Regions from separate parts of the Mus musculus genome. Here region 1 is linked to region 2. The links are chromatin contacts, called in public promoter capture Hi-C maps. All regions are on one chromosome and are shown on one strand. Each heading gives the region's core, a stretch centred on a gene start, on an enhancer-like site or on the middle of the called end of the contact. The rest is flanking DNA. Distances are from core to core; before and after follow the strand shown.

Region 1 (5,980 bases), core at 2,726-5,225, 1.0 Mb before region 2:
GCTGTGTAGCCTAGGCTGTTTTTAACCTTGTGTGATCCTCCTGCCTCCACCCTCCCAATACTGGAATTGCAGGTGTGTACCATCATGGCTGGCTGCAGCATATATTTTACCTATGTGTAATGATGTAGAGTTCACCCAAAGCTACAGGGACAGTATTTTTGAGGTGACTGAGGGGTATAGTTGAAGGATATCTGCTGTCACCCTGTTGCTATCTCCCTTACTAATAGGCCCCAGTTGCTCTAAGTCTTGTTGTTTCAGCCTGCTGTCAGAAGTCTTCCAGTCTGAGCCTGGCATGGTGGTGGCACAGGAGAGGCTGTGGTGGAAAAATTGCTTGCAAGTTTAAGACCAGTCAGACTGGGCACCACAGTAAAAGTCCACTTAAGGAACGAGGAGAAGAAGAAACAAAGGGAACAGAGAAGTACCTGGGTGCTTGAAACACCCACTTAATTTCCACCTATTTAGGTACAAAAAAAACGTGCTGCTTATGCAAGACTGTAAAGCACATCTTACTTGTATAGGCTTGGGAGCTGTCCATAGTAGACACTTTGTCTTAGTGTCTGTGTTGTAGTTGGTCAGTGACCAATGTCTGTGAGCATGGCTAGTACTTGTGGAAAGAAGGAACATAACAGCTTTCACCGTCTCCTGCCAGTCATCAGCTCTTTTTACATCGTCTGCTTGGTATGTAAGACCTCTTGGCTTCATCCCAGCACTCACAGCCAAGCAAGCTATCAGAGCACCTGCAGTTCAGGCTCTCCACCTGCAGGTGGTGCTGAAGGCATTGGAAAAGTGGCTAGGTCTGGAAATGCAGATGAAAGGCTCTTGACAGCATGTGGCAGCTCTGTTTTTCTTATATAAATCATGAGTAGAGCCCTTTATAAAGGAAGGAAGGGGGAAAAAGTCGTAATAAGAATATCAATTATCACCCAGCCACGGTGTTTCGGGCTGGTTTGGACTCGAGAGGAAACCCTCATCTTCAAAAAGACAAAGACAAAAGAGAAAAACCATAACTGGGTAGACAAAACCAAGATGGCCCCCACCCCCAAACCCACAACAAAACAGTCAAAAGGAGTATCAGTTATCACCTAGATACTAGGTGCTAGGACCAAGTGCGTTTTTTATTCTTGGATGAGTGACCCCATGCTGTTGTGTTGATTTCCCCTGCCTGTGCTAGTAGTAGAGTGGGGCAGTGTGAGGGGAGGGCTTCATGGACTGCATGGCGTATGAGCTGCTTCGCTTACTTGAGTATGGCACTAAAGGAAGCCATCAGTATTAGTGTGTTTTCATAGTTTTGGCAGTGTGTCCTTTGTGCCTAGGTGTTACAGGGACCTAGGCATTTCCTGGGAAGAGAATTGCATCATTTGGAAGAGGTTCCTGACAGTATACCATGTCTTGTGCAGTGCTGGTGTATGCTACATAAGTGCTCCACTAGGCTCTGTTACCAGCGGTTTTTATTGTTGTAATCACCCCCCCCCCCCCACACTTCTCTTTTTTCCTTTTTCTTTTCCTTTGAAAACTGGGTCTGGCTTCAGACTGGCCTCAAGCTCACTGTTTAGCCGAGTATGGTTTGAACTCCTCCTGATCTTACTGCTTTTACCTCCTAGCGGTATAGCCATGTGCGCTGTGGCTGGTCGACCTCAGTCTTCTTTCTGATTTGTCATATTGATGAGCTTCTTGGCTCCTTGCTTATCAGTCTGTTAAGCCTCATTAGTGACTGCTCGGCCCTCGTGACCTGACCGTCTCCCAGGGAGCCCAGCTGCAGTTAAGCCTCACCTTGGAGGACGGCTTCAGCATAGGTGTTTCAGGAGAACGTTGACATTGATTCTGTAGCACTGATGCCTTGGTGGCGTTTGTGTCATTGATGCTTCTTAGGCAGGCTGTCAGACCAAGGCCTTTGTCAGAGGCAGTCTGAGTGCACTCACTACCTGGAAAATCTGGTCTTTTGGTTTAGTTTTATATAGTTCTCCATTTGGTGGTTTAGGCCTTTCTCAGGTGTCCATCATTGGTAGTTCCTTGGTCAAGTCATGGTGGCGTAGTCAGAAGTCACTCCATGTAGGTTGTCATGAGGATTGAAGACAGTGAATGCTGAAGACCCACCCACTTAGCATGGTTCCTGGTAGGGTGTCACTCAGTCAGTGGCTAGCTATTATTACTACTGTGTTTGTCCTAAAAAGAGAAACTTGCTTTTCTTTTGGGTAATGCTCATGCAATATTTGGAAAACAGATAAGTTGTAAAAGAGGAAAATCTTACTATCCTCACTAAATTTTGGGATATTTTCTGTAGTTATCCCTATGTATGTAAACATACCCATACACTTAAATATGTGTATTTGTAAACTTTCTTTTTTTTTTTTCTTTTTCTTTTCTCTTTTTCGAGACAGGGTGTCTCTGTATAGCCCTGGCTGTCCTGGAACTCACTTTGTAGACCAGACTGGCCTCCAACTCAGAAATCCTCCTGCCTCTGCCTCCCGAGTGCTGGGATTAAAGGCGTGCGCCACCACGCCTGGCTCATTTGTAAACTTTCTATTTTGCATTATATTATGCCTTTCTATTTTGTTGAACAGTATAAGGAGAATTTCCAGCATTCTTTTTTGCACTTTTGAGTTCTTCTGCACACTGATGGGTATAACAGGCCTGGAGTGACTCTTGTCCTTGGACAAGGGTGGGTGCTGCGTAGCATGTGCTAAGAGGTAGAAATCTAGAGAGTAAGTGGAACACTAGGAGGCGAGGGGCGTTCACGTGTCACCTTAGATTCTGCACTCTGTGGAGCTTTCCTGCTGTTTCATCTTGCAGACAAACTCACCTTGAAATTGCTGCTTTAAAAGGAAGCTCAGACACCAGCCATGAGGGCCTGATTAAATCACACTAGGAAGACTTGGCTTTCTAGCAGGCGCTTGATAAGTTACTCTTGAGCTAGGAACCTGTTGTCTAGCCTCACTGGCTTTTCTGGTACTAGGATTGCAGGTATAATGTTGTTGGTGTTGGTTTTGCTTTTCATTTTTTTAAAAATTTGGCAGCTTATTTGTTTTTTGTTTTGTTTTTAAATATCACAGTGAGACTTAGCAGGCTTTGTTTTTAGGAAACAGTAGCTTGTGGTTTTTTGATATTGAAGCTGTATCAGAAGGGTCTTGGGGTGGAGGTAAAAGTAACCTGAAAAAAAAAATGTGTTCAGACACATACACGCGCGCGCACGCACACACGCATGTGTGTTGCGAGTGCAAGATTGCTTTTTTTCATAAAGCGTTTGTTAGGTAGAATTTGAAGTAGAAGTCACAGTGGGCATAAGAGTGCAGGACTCCCGACAGCCTCACTGTCTGGCCTTCTCCCCTGTCTTCTGTTATTTTGAAACGATCTGCCTCATAATATTTCATCTTAGTGTTTTCAGCAAGTGTTTAAACTTTGTTTCCTTCTGATGGTGTATGCTTTTTTTGAATCTGACTATAAAAACCCCGCAAACACCAACGGCTCAGAATTGACAGTTTCTTCTCCCTGTCCCGAAGGTAGTGTGCAAGGCCCTGGGTTAATTCCACAGAAGCGTTTTTAAAGAAGGAAGAGAGAGAGGGGGAGAGGGGGAGAGGGAGGGGAAGAGGGGGAGAGGGGGAGAGGGGGAGAGGGAGAGAGGGAGAGGAGAGGGAGAGGGAGAGGGAAAGAGAGAAGAGAAAGAAATCAGGCTGTTTGTTGGGCTTGCCACTGTGACTTTTACTGATTGTTAACTGTGAGCTGGTTCAGCATGTCCTCTGTCCTATTTCTTGTAAGTCACAGTTGGATTAAGGGTAACATTTTTAAAGTTACAAGGCTATGTAATGGAAATAAATTGTTCTTCCTGGAGACAATTTGTTCATAGTGTTTTTTGTAAAATTTATTCGTGTGTGCATATACTTTGCCTATAATACCCAGTACATGTGTATACACAGCACATCTGTGACTGTTGACTTTGCCACATCCCCTAAATGTGCTCTGATCGCTCAGGCTTGATAAACGGCTGGTACTGACTTGGTGCTTTCTGTTGCCAGGCACCCTCTCCTTAGCACACATGTGCGTTTTTATAGTCCTTAAAATGACCTGGGGTAGGACTGTTGCTCTCCTAGCTTGCAGTCCAGAGAAGTGGCTTGTGCTCGCGTTGCTGCTGAGGGTGTCATCTGGGCCTTTTCCCCCTGGAATGGCTGGCCCCAAGGTTCTGCACTACTGTTGAACTTACCCTCACTGGGGATGCAGAACGGAAATTGCTGGGCCCCTTCACTGTCTAATAGGTCTGGGTGTGGTTTGTATATCTTGTGAATTTTCAGAAGCTTTTCAGTGACTGACACGTAGTAGCCAGGGTTTTTCTTGACTGCTATAGAGTATTACACCCTATGGATTAGAGTCATTGGAGTCATTATCTAATGGGTCCCTGGGGTGGGGTGTATTTAAGCTGTTTACAGGATGCTGGTGTCACAGATGCTGCTGCAGCGAATATGCTTGTGTGTGTTTCTTGGAACATGTGTACGCGTATCAGTTGGGTGAATTCCCAGAACAGGAATTACTGAGTCAGAAGGGTTTTTAAATTTTGATGGCTGTTGCTGAATTGGCCCCCGAGAGTCTACCCATTTGCTCTCACTGCCAGTTTGCATGAGGGAACCTTATCCCCTTCCAGCCTCCAGGAGAGGCATAGGCTCAGGTCTGTGCTGCTCTTACCTGCTCTTTAAGTGCCATTTTCTGCTGACCTACCTTAGGGTTTCATTTGTTCTTGTGGATGGTTTTCTGTTACTTACAAACACGAAACTATATATTTCTTTTGTTTGGAAAAGATTCTGATGGATTTCTAACACATTTTAACACTTGGTAAGAGTCATGTTTAATCATTTTCCCTAGACTTTACTTTATAGGAATTAATTTTTCTATATGGAATTTGATTGAAAGTTTTACAGGGACCTTCAGTTCATGTTTTGGAACAGGACGGGCTGATAGCTTTATATATATTTTTTTCAACCTAAGAATAGAGCATGTCTTTAAGGTTTGTGTGGAATTTTAATGTGTTTTTTTCCAGTAGAGAAACTGGAAATGAGACTTGTATCTCTTCTTGGCTTCTAAGTCTTTTACTTAATTTTGTTTGGTTTTGTAGGTATATAGACTGTTTAGTATTTATTATGTTTAGTGATAAATTATATTTTATTACTATATAATGACTGTCTTTAGTAGTAAATTATATGTATTTTTTTGCACTTAGAATTTTAAATGTAAGTGTATTTTTCTCCCTGTCAAGCTTGTTGCCAGGCAACTGAAAGGATGGAGCTGACAATCACTAAAGCACAGGAAGGAAGGCTTCTGTGGGAGATGGGGGTGGGGGAGTTACCGCTTTATTGACTTAAGGAATTGAGACTGACTAGAGGTCTAGGTGGCATTTCAGAATGATCTGTGGACATGGGTTTGGAGTTTTATGACGATCAGGACTATTGCATTTAAAGCATTCATTCACATTTAGATGCAATGGAGGCTGGCTGAGGCTTGGAGTGTCACTGAGGCAGCTTGAAGATGAGAGGTCTTGGGACTCTCCTAGGAAGGGACTTTGTCTACCTGTTTGCAGGGGATCCTAGTACTTGGCACATAGGTGGCACTTGGTGAACCTGGATTTGGTGATCTGAAGAGACTATTGTGGAGGGAGTAGGAAGAGAGCTTCAGAGAGGGGAATGAGCCTCTCTGAACTGGTGTGTTCAAGTCAAGCCTGTGGTAGCAGCATGGTCAGTTTTGTGGGGGAGCTAGCTCTCTTTGGTGTTTCCCTCGTCCCTGTGTGGAGAGGCTACTAGGAGAGCAAGATTGTCAAGCCCCACACTGTTCTGTGCAAGGTAGGAGACCACTATGGTGGTGTCCAAAGAGGTGCTGGCACTGATGACTGTGCCACATAAGCCAGGAGCTGCATTGCCACCCTGGGCAACTTTGCCAAGGTCATTTGTTATGGCATCTCCTAGACCTACAATACCTGACCCCCAGACTCTGGAAAGAGACC
Region 2 (6,571 bases), core at 3,539-6,038:
TACCTAAGTGGCCGCAGACAGCCAGAGCCACTGCCAGAGAGGGGCAGACTCCTACCCAGGGAGCCCAACGCTGTACAGTGCAGACAGATGAGAGAACACCCTGGCCCTGCCCCCAGGCTCCCATGTGAGCTGACACCAACAACCTGGAGTCCTCTCTTTAGAGCACCCCTCTTCCTATGTGCCTGTCTCTCCTATTTCCCACTTCCTTTCTGCATATTTCTGGCTGTTTCATTGCTATCTCTGCCCTGTGGCTTGCTTCCTTCCCTTCTTTTTTCCCCAGCGTGTATATAGGGACTGAGATGGGGTCTCATGTAGTCCAAGCTAACCTTAAACCCTTGATCCTCACACTTTCATCTCCCAAGTGCGAGTGTTACACCCCCCTCCTCCTCCTCTCCGTCTCCCTCTTTCTCCTGAGTCTCTGTCACTTTCTGGCACTCCCAGTGATGGTTCACACCCACCTGTACCTCCCCCACCCCGAGTCAGGTGAAGGCCTCAGGGCCCACTCAGTGCCACCTAGGACCAACACGGCAGCCAGCAGTTCAGAGCCCTCTGGTGTGAGCTTTGCCTCTTGCCTGCCCTTTACTCTCCCAGATCCGACTAACGTTGGGGGCTCCGGCCTTCATCTGAGCTGCATCTGAGTTGCATCTGAGCTGCATCTGAGCTGCAGGCAGGGTCCTGACCTCACTGAAGCAGGCATACGCACACCTTTCCACATTGGAGATCACATTTCTAGGCCCCTGCTCAGCCTCTGACTGACCCTGCCTCTATCAATTTGGGATTTAAGTCAGATGAAATCTCAATTAATGCCCCTTTGTCCCAACTTTAAATATCATTAAATATATCAGTTCTCACTTGATTAATTACTATTATTTATAATACATACTCATGCCAGAGTATGGGTGCTCAAAAAACTACATAATGAGACCCCCTCAGTCCACTCTTGCTGACAGAGTGGGGTAAAAAGAGAAACAGAGTAAGGAACCCCAGAGAGTCAGGGAGGCAGGGAGGACTCAGGGCAGCCGGAAAGACACAGGGGGCTGGGGGAGAGGAAGTGACATTGTTTGGAAGACCTCTCCTAAATCCATCCCTTCATAGTTAAGAAAAAAAAATCAGTCATAAGAAGTTTCAAGTCCTCCTGTTACCTCCATCTTCCAGATGGAGAAACTGAGGCCAGAAAAGGCCTTGTAGATGACTGAGAGCTCCTGCCTCCAGTTTTGGTGCTCTGTGGCACAAGGATTTCTCGTGACTTTTGCTTTATCACCCCAGAAGGCCCAGGCTGCTTTTCTGGAGCAGTCAAGAGAAGGGCAGGAAGCCTCGTCAGCTCTAATTTATGATTTCCCGGCAGTTTCCTTCCCCTGCCTGCCAGCCTCAGCTGAGGAAGAGCAGCTAGCTCTGAGCAGGCAAATAACAGCAGGGCAGCCGCAGCCTGTGGGCTGCAAGTTCTCCCAGCCAGCCAGCCAACCAGAAGGCCTCCTCTGCCCAGCCCCCCCTGACCATTTCCCCCAGCCTGGAAGAGTCTACAAGGCACTGCCTTTATCTGAATAGCCTTTGAGGGCCGGATAGATGAGGCCTGAACACCTGGGGCTATGGGCATGGACCAGATCAGCCAGGGCTGAGTCCTGCCCTGTTGCTGAGGACAGGCATTTCGGGTATCCTGAGCTAGGCGGCTGTCTCATGGGACACAGTGGGGACGGGGGCAGTCCCGAGCTGAGGTCCAGATGGAGTTCCCAGGGGAAAGGGGGCCATGGCCCAGGTTTGTTTGGGACACAAGCATTTCCTGTTTGGACAAGGCTGGGTGGATGGCTGTTCCCCAGACCCTATGGCTAGCTCTAAGAGGTTCCTCTGTGTGTGTCTCCTGCTGTCCCTCAGTGTGTGGCTCTAGCTCCCTGCCTGTCTACATGTGCTCAGTCCTCTTCAGCCTCCAGATGGAAGCCCAAGTCTGTGCCAAGTTCCCTCACCCTAAAGAACCCCCCTGTGGGGCTTGGCCAGAGGAGCGTATAGTACTTGATTGGTAGCACAGGGCCTGCCCACCACACCCTGAGCCCTACACCTGGGAGCCAACTGCTGCCCCCCGGGTGGTAGAGCCTGGCCTGTGGTCAGCCTGGGGGAGCAGGGGGCAGAAGAAGCTGCTGTCAATGCTGGCAGCTATGGTCTGGTTTTGGCAGGCAAGATCAGGCTCCAGGAGGGAACCTTCAGTCACAGGGACAAGCCCTGAGACTCTCTCAAGCCAGTGACCACTGTCCCCCAGCTCAGTGGACACAGAAACCTCCAGTAAAACAAAAGCCCATCCCTGGTGCACATCCTGCCTTTCTGAACCTCTGGAGTGAGAGCTCACTGCTCAGCATCTGACCCCTAAGACCAGGGAAACGAAGGCTGTCTCACCTTCCCAGAAGAGGGGATGCGCCCTATCTCAGGTCACACGGCTCTCAGCAGGCACAGCAGCCTGGTTATGTTGTAAACCAATATTCCAGACTATGGGTCTCCAGCCACTTACTTCACTGTGGGAAAATGACAACAGCTTTTCCTGAGTCTTTCACAGGGCAAGGGGTCACCTAGAGCCGCAGGGAGTGTCTGTGCATTTGGGGATCTGGGTGTCCTAACGTACAGGAGTGTCTCAGTTGGATTGCTAACAGGTGTTGGGCCTTCCTCCTGGCTGATGGCATGCACTACAGCATGTTCTTGGCAGTGCCTCTGGGGTGGAGGGGTCTGATCTTGGCCACTTGACTGGGGCCTCAGACAAACCTGGATCCATCAGTAGGATGTGCATCTAGGGGCAGAATCAAGTTGTTAATCTGCCTGGGGCAAAAACAAGACAAAGTTTGGAGGTATAGGCAAGGTCATATAGGTTCAATTCCCAGTACTTTACAAAACAAGACACACACACACACCCCTGCAAGGCATAGCCAGGGAGTCAAGGGACTGACTGACTGATTTAGTGTCAAAAGACAGCACACACCAAGTGCCAATGATCTTAGTGAAGGGAGGCAGGCACCCCTAAGGGGGCCAAGTTAGGCCCGTGTCCATACCCTTGGAGGGACCTGGGAGATTTGGAGAGCCATAAGCATCTGGGACATTATAAGTCTGCCCAAAGACCTACGAGGACCAAACAAGAAACTGAGGCTCAGACCGGGGGAAGACTTGTGTAAGCCAGCGTGAGCAGAGCAGTTGAGAGACAGGGTTTGAACAGCACCTACTACCTGGCCTTTTGGAGACAGGGCTGGGCTCTCTCTTTCTCTGCAAAGGACTCTGGTTATGCCCTGGTCCTGACTCTACCCACAGGTCCAGGAGAAGCAAGCCCCAGGACTCAGACTGTCTTTGTTTCCACACAGAGATGGGCAAGCAACCACAGGAGCATGGCCCCTTGCACAGCTGAGCTGGGCAAAGATTCCCTGACCTAGGCTGCTCACTGCTGGGGCGTGCAGTAGACGTCTTCTGTGACCTCCCTTGGTGACGACTCTGCTCTTGTGTAGAGCTGGGCACAGTATCGAACCCAGCATGCAGGAGGCAGAGGCAGACAGACCTCTGTGAAATGAAAGCTAGCCATATTATATATGTGTGTGTGTGTGTGTGTGTGTGTGTGTGTGTGTGTGTGTGTATTTGTTCCAGACCAAGCCAGGACATATAGAGAGCTCATCTAAAAGAAAGAAAGAAAGAAAGAAAGAAAGAAAGAAAGAAAGAAAGAGAAAGAAAGAAAGAAAATCATACTTCATATACACACATATGTACATATATGTGTGTACATATATGTACATATATGTGTGTACATATATGTACATATATGTGTGTACATATATGTACATATATGTTCATATACACACATGTTCATATACACACACATGCACACGTGTACACAAACATGATATGCATGCATACAGGCATCTCACGTGTACACAGACATACATGCATACACATGCCCACCACACAAACACATACATTGTTCATTCAAATATGGCGTACATAAGCAAATACTGCCCATGCTCACAAACACATCGTGTACACACAGATTCAGCACATACATGTTTACAGCGCCGTGCATGCATACAACATTATCCATGCACACAAATAGTCTATCATGTCAGCACAGGCAAACTCCTCGCACCTGCTATGCCGCGTGGAATGTGCCTGAGTCCCACCCAGGCCCTCTGCTCTCAGCCAGTCCTTACCTTAGGGAATGGGAAATTGAGGCCTATGCCAAAATGCTGTCTACACTTGTGCTTAGACCCCAACACTGAGATGAGGGGATTGTGGGTCTGGGGTTACTCTGCCAGAGTGCTCTGGGCCTTAGTGTCTCCCTGTAAAACAGGTATAAGGGTCACTGCACTTAGGGGACGCGGGAGCACCTGAGCCTCGGGTTTCTCCTCCGTAACATGGGCGACCTAGCCAGCCCAACACGGAGTGATGAAAGCTTTAGTCAGGGCAGGATGTATGGGGTGAGATGCCTGGGACAATGGCACAGCTCGCGCAGGAAGCCTGTGTTAGGTCGATGGGAAGATCCTGTGTGTTTCGGGAACCCAGTTCCGCAAAGATGTCAAAGATGTGCGTCCAGAGGCGATCGCTCTGGAGTGGTGGGTTCAGGTCCTGGCAGCGTTGCGGGGACGAGGGGGCGGGTGCGGCCAGGGCCTCAGTTTCCCAGTCTGCGGCTCAGGTGGGCACCTGGAGGGCGTCCTGGCGGGGGCGCGGACGGCTTCCGGGTTGGCGGGGGGCGGGGGGCGAGGGGCGGGCGAAGCCGAGCGCCCCCGCCCTGCTCCGCCCGGAACCGGCTCTGCGCGCCCGCGGCTGCGGTGGGGACGACAGCATGGGCGGCCCGCGGGCCTGGACGCTGCTCTGCCTCGGGCTCCTGCTCCCGGGAGGCGGCGCCGCGTGGAGCGTCCCGGGCGCCCGGTTCTCGGGTCGCAGGTAAGTCTCCCCTAGCTCTGTGCAATCCCAGCACTGGGGTGAGGGAAGCAGACCCCAGCTCCGTGCAACCCCGAGACTGGGACAGGGACCCGACCCCAGCTCCGTACAATCCCGCGACTGGGGCAGAGACCCGATCGCAGCTCTGTGCAACTTCAGGGTCTGGGACAGAGACCCGACCCCAGCTCCATGCAACCCTAGGACTGGGACAGAGACCCGACCCCAGCTCCTTGCAATCCCGGGACATCGGAGGCAGTCCGAGACTGTTGCAGGGGCTCCATCGCTCATCTCTATACCATAAGCAGTGGGAGCAGGGGTTTGGCACGCTGTGCTCAGGATAGCCGGCTCACCTACTTCTGTGTGAAAGAACAGACGGCCTCCCCTACTGAGATCCCGGAGGCCCCAGAAGGTGGACCCATGGCAATGCAACAGAGCTTCCCAGGACTTCTGTGGGTCTCGCCCAAGCCCCCCTTCCCTTCATGTACATGTAAAATGCCAGGATCACCCCTTAGCCAGCCCTTCAGGAATCCCCTCTCTTTTCCCCTGCTACTGTCTTTTTCTTCTTTCTTTCTTTCTTTTTTTTTTTCTTTTTTCTTTTTTTATGTCCCAGCTATTTATTTCACTCGGAGGAAGGACTGGGGTGGAGACTGCACAGTGGGTCAGTGTCAGAGGCCCCCTGGGACCTGGCATTTGGTTGGACCTCCCAAAAGCCTATGACTCTCTGCCGGCCTTTGTGGAGTGTTTCCCAGGATCGGGTCCTGTGGGGCTTTTTCTAGACAGTGCCTTCAAGACTGGAGGATGTAGGGAAACTTGTCCCCACTCAATAGAGGGGCAAACTGAGACTAATGTGCTCGTGGTGGGTATTCATGGAAGAGCTGGGATTCAGCTCTCCCTTTCTGGACTCGATGGCAGAGTTTGAACCTGCCCTGGCCCCTGCTCTGCCTGTAGCCCCTGCCCCTGTCTCCAGGACAGACAATGTGGACTAACCAGGCCTCTTAGGCCTTTCAGCCCATTCAAAGGCCCGTGAGGGCCCCACCCCCCTGTGGCCTCACTTCTTTCTTTTTAGAAGTTTCCCTTTCTTGTGGTCAGAGGCCAGCAACCCCCCCTGGGAGCTAGCAAAAGCAGGTGACCGGGTAGAGCAGGCTCAGGGGTAGAAGTGGCTGAGGCAGCAGAGGTCAGGCAGTTAGCTGTCTGAGATGGGAACAGCCGAGTGGCAGATGTGGCAGATGCCACAGCACCCCTACAGTGTGCCAACCACAGCTGGTGTGGGCTGGCACTTTTCCTGCATCCATTGCTTCTAGAACCTTCCCAGCTGCTATCTAGGCTTGCTTCTCTCTGCTGTCTGTTTTATAGAGAAAGAAACAAAGTCTGAGAGTGGGGAATTATCTGTCCCACTTCATAGAGTAAGCCCCACATAAGAGGGGTGAGGATCTAGGGCTTCCTGGGGTCAGACTTGGGGTGATGGGTGAGACACTTCCCTCCAGCTGGCCCAAGGCCACCACTTCCGAGTTGTACTCCGTGTCCCCGGCTTCCTGTGTGGGGACTCTGCCTGTGGGCAGGTGTCTGGGTTTCACCCAGTCTGTCCCTCTGTATAGTCTTGTCACAAAGCTCTTGCAGCAGCCCCCTCATACCCATTTTACAGACACCGAGACTGATGGCCGTGAACCTCAGTTTCCCC

Evidence for each region. Promoter capture Hi-C pulls out the DNA fragments that hold promoters and counts their contacts.
Region 1: a contact with region 2 is called in a promoter capture Hi-C map of pre-B cells, with 4 times the contacts expected there. The contact joins the enhancer-like site here to the promoter of Emid1 in region 2. A contact is called at or near these places in 2 of 39 promoter capture datasets (liver and pre-B cells).

What each region holds. Positions count from the first base shown.
Region 1 is chr11:6,182,781-6,188,760 of GRCm38.p6, reverse strand. All of the region lies in intron 2 of Nudcd3 (NudC domain containing 3), which reads left to right. Among named protein-coding and RNA genes, the nearest start is that of Nudcd3, 15 kb to the left of the region's middle. Within about 2 kb of position 3,975, at least 95 of the 459 cell types and tissues checked have an H3K27ac peak or open chromatin away from gene starts, as enhancers often do. A contact at or near this core is called in pre-B cells, where this site is marked.
Region 2 is chr11:5,150,447-5,157,017 of GRCm38.p6, reverse strand. Emid1 (EMI domain containing 1) reads left to right here and starts at 4,788. Exons shown (of 15, transcript NM_080595.3): 1 at 4,788-4,896. The coding sequence starts at 4,796.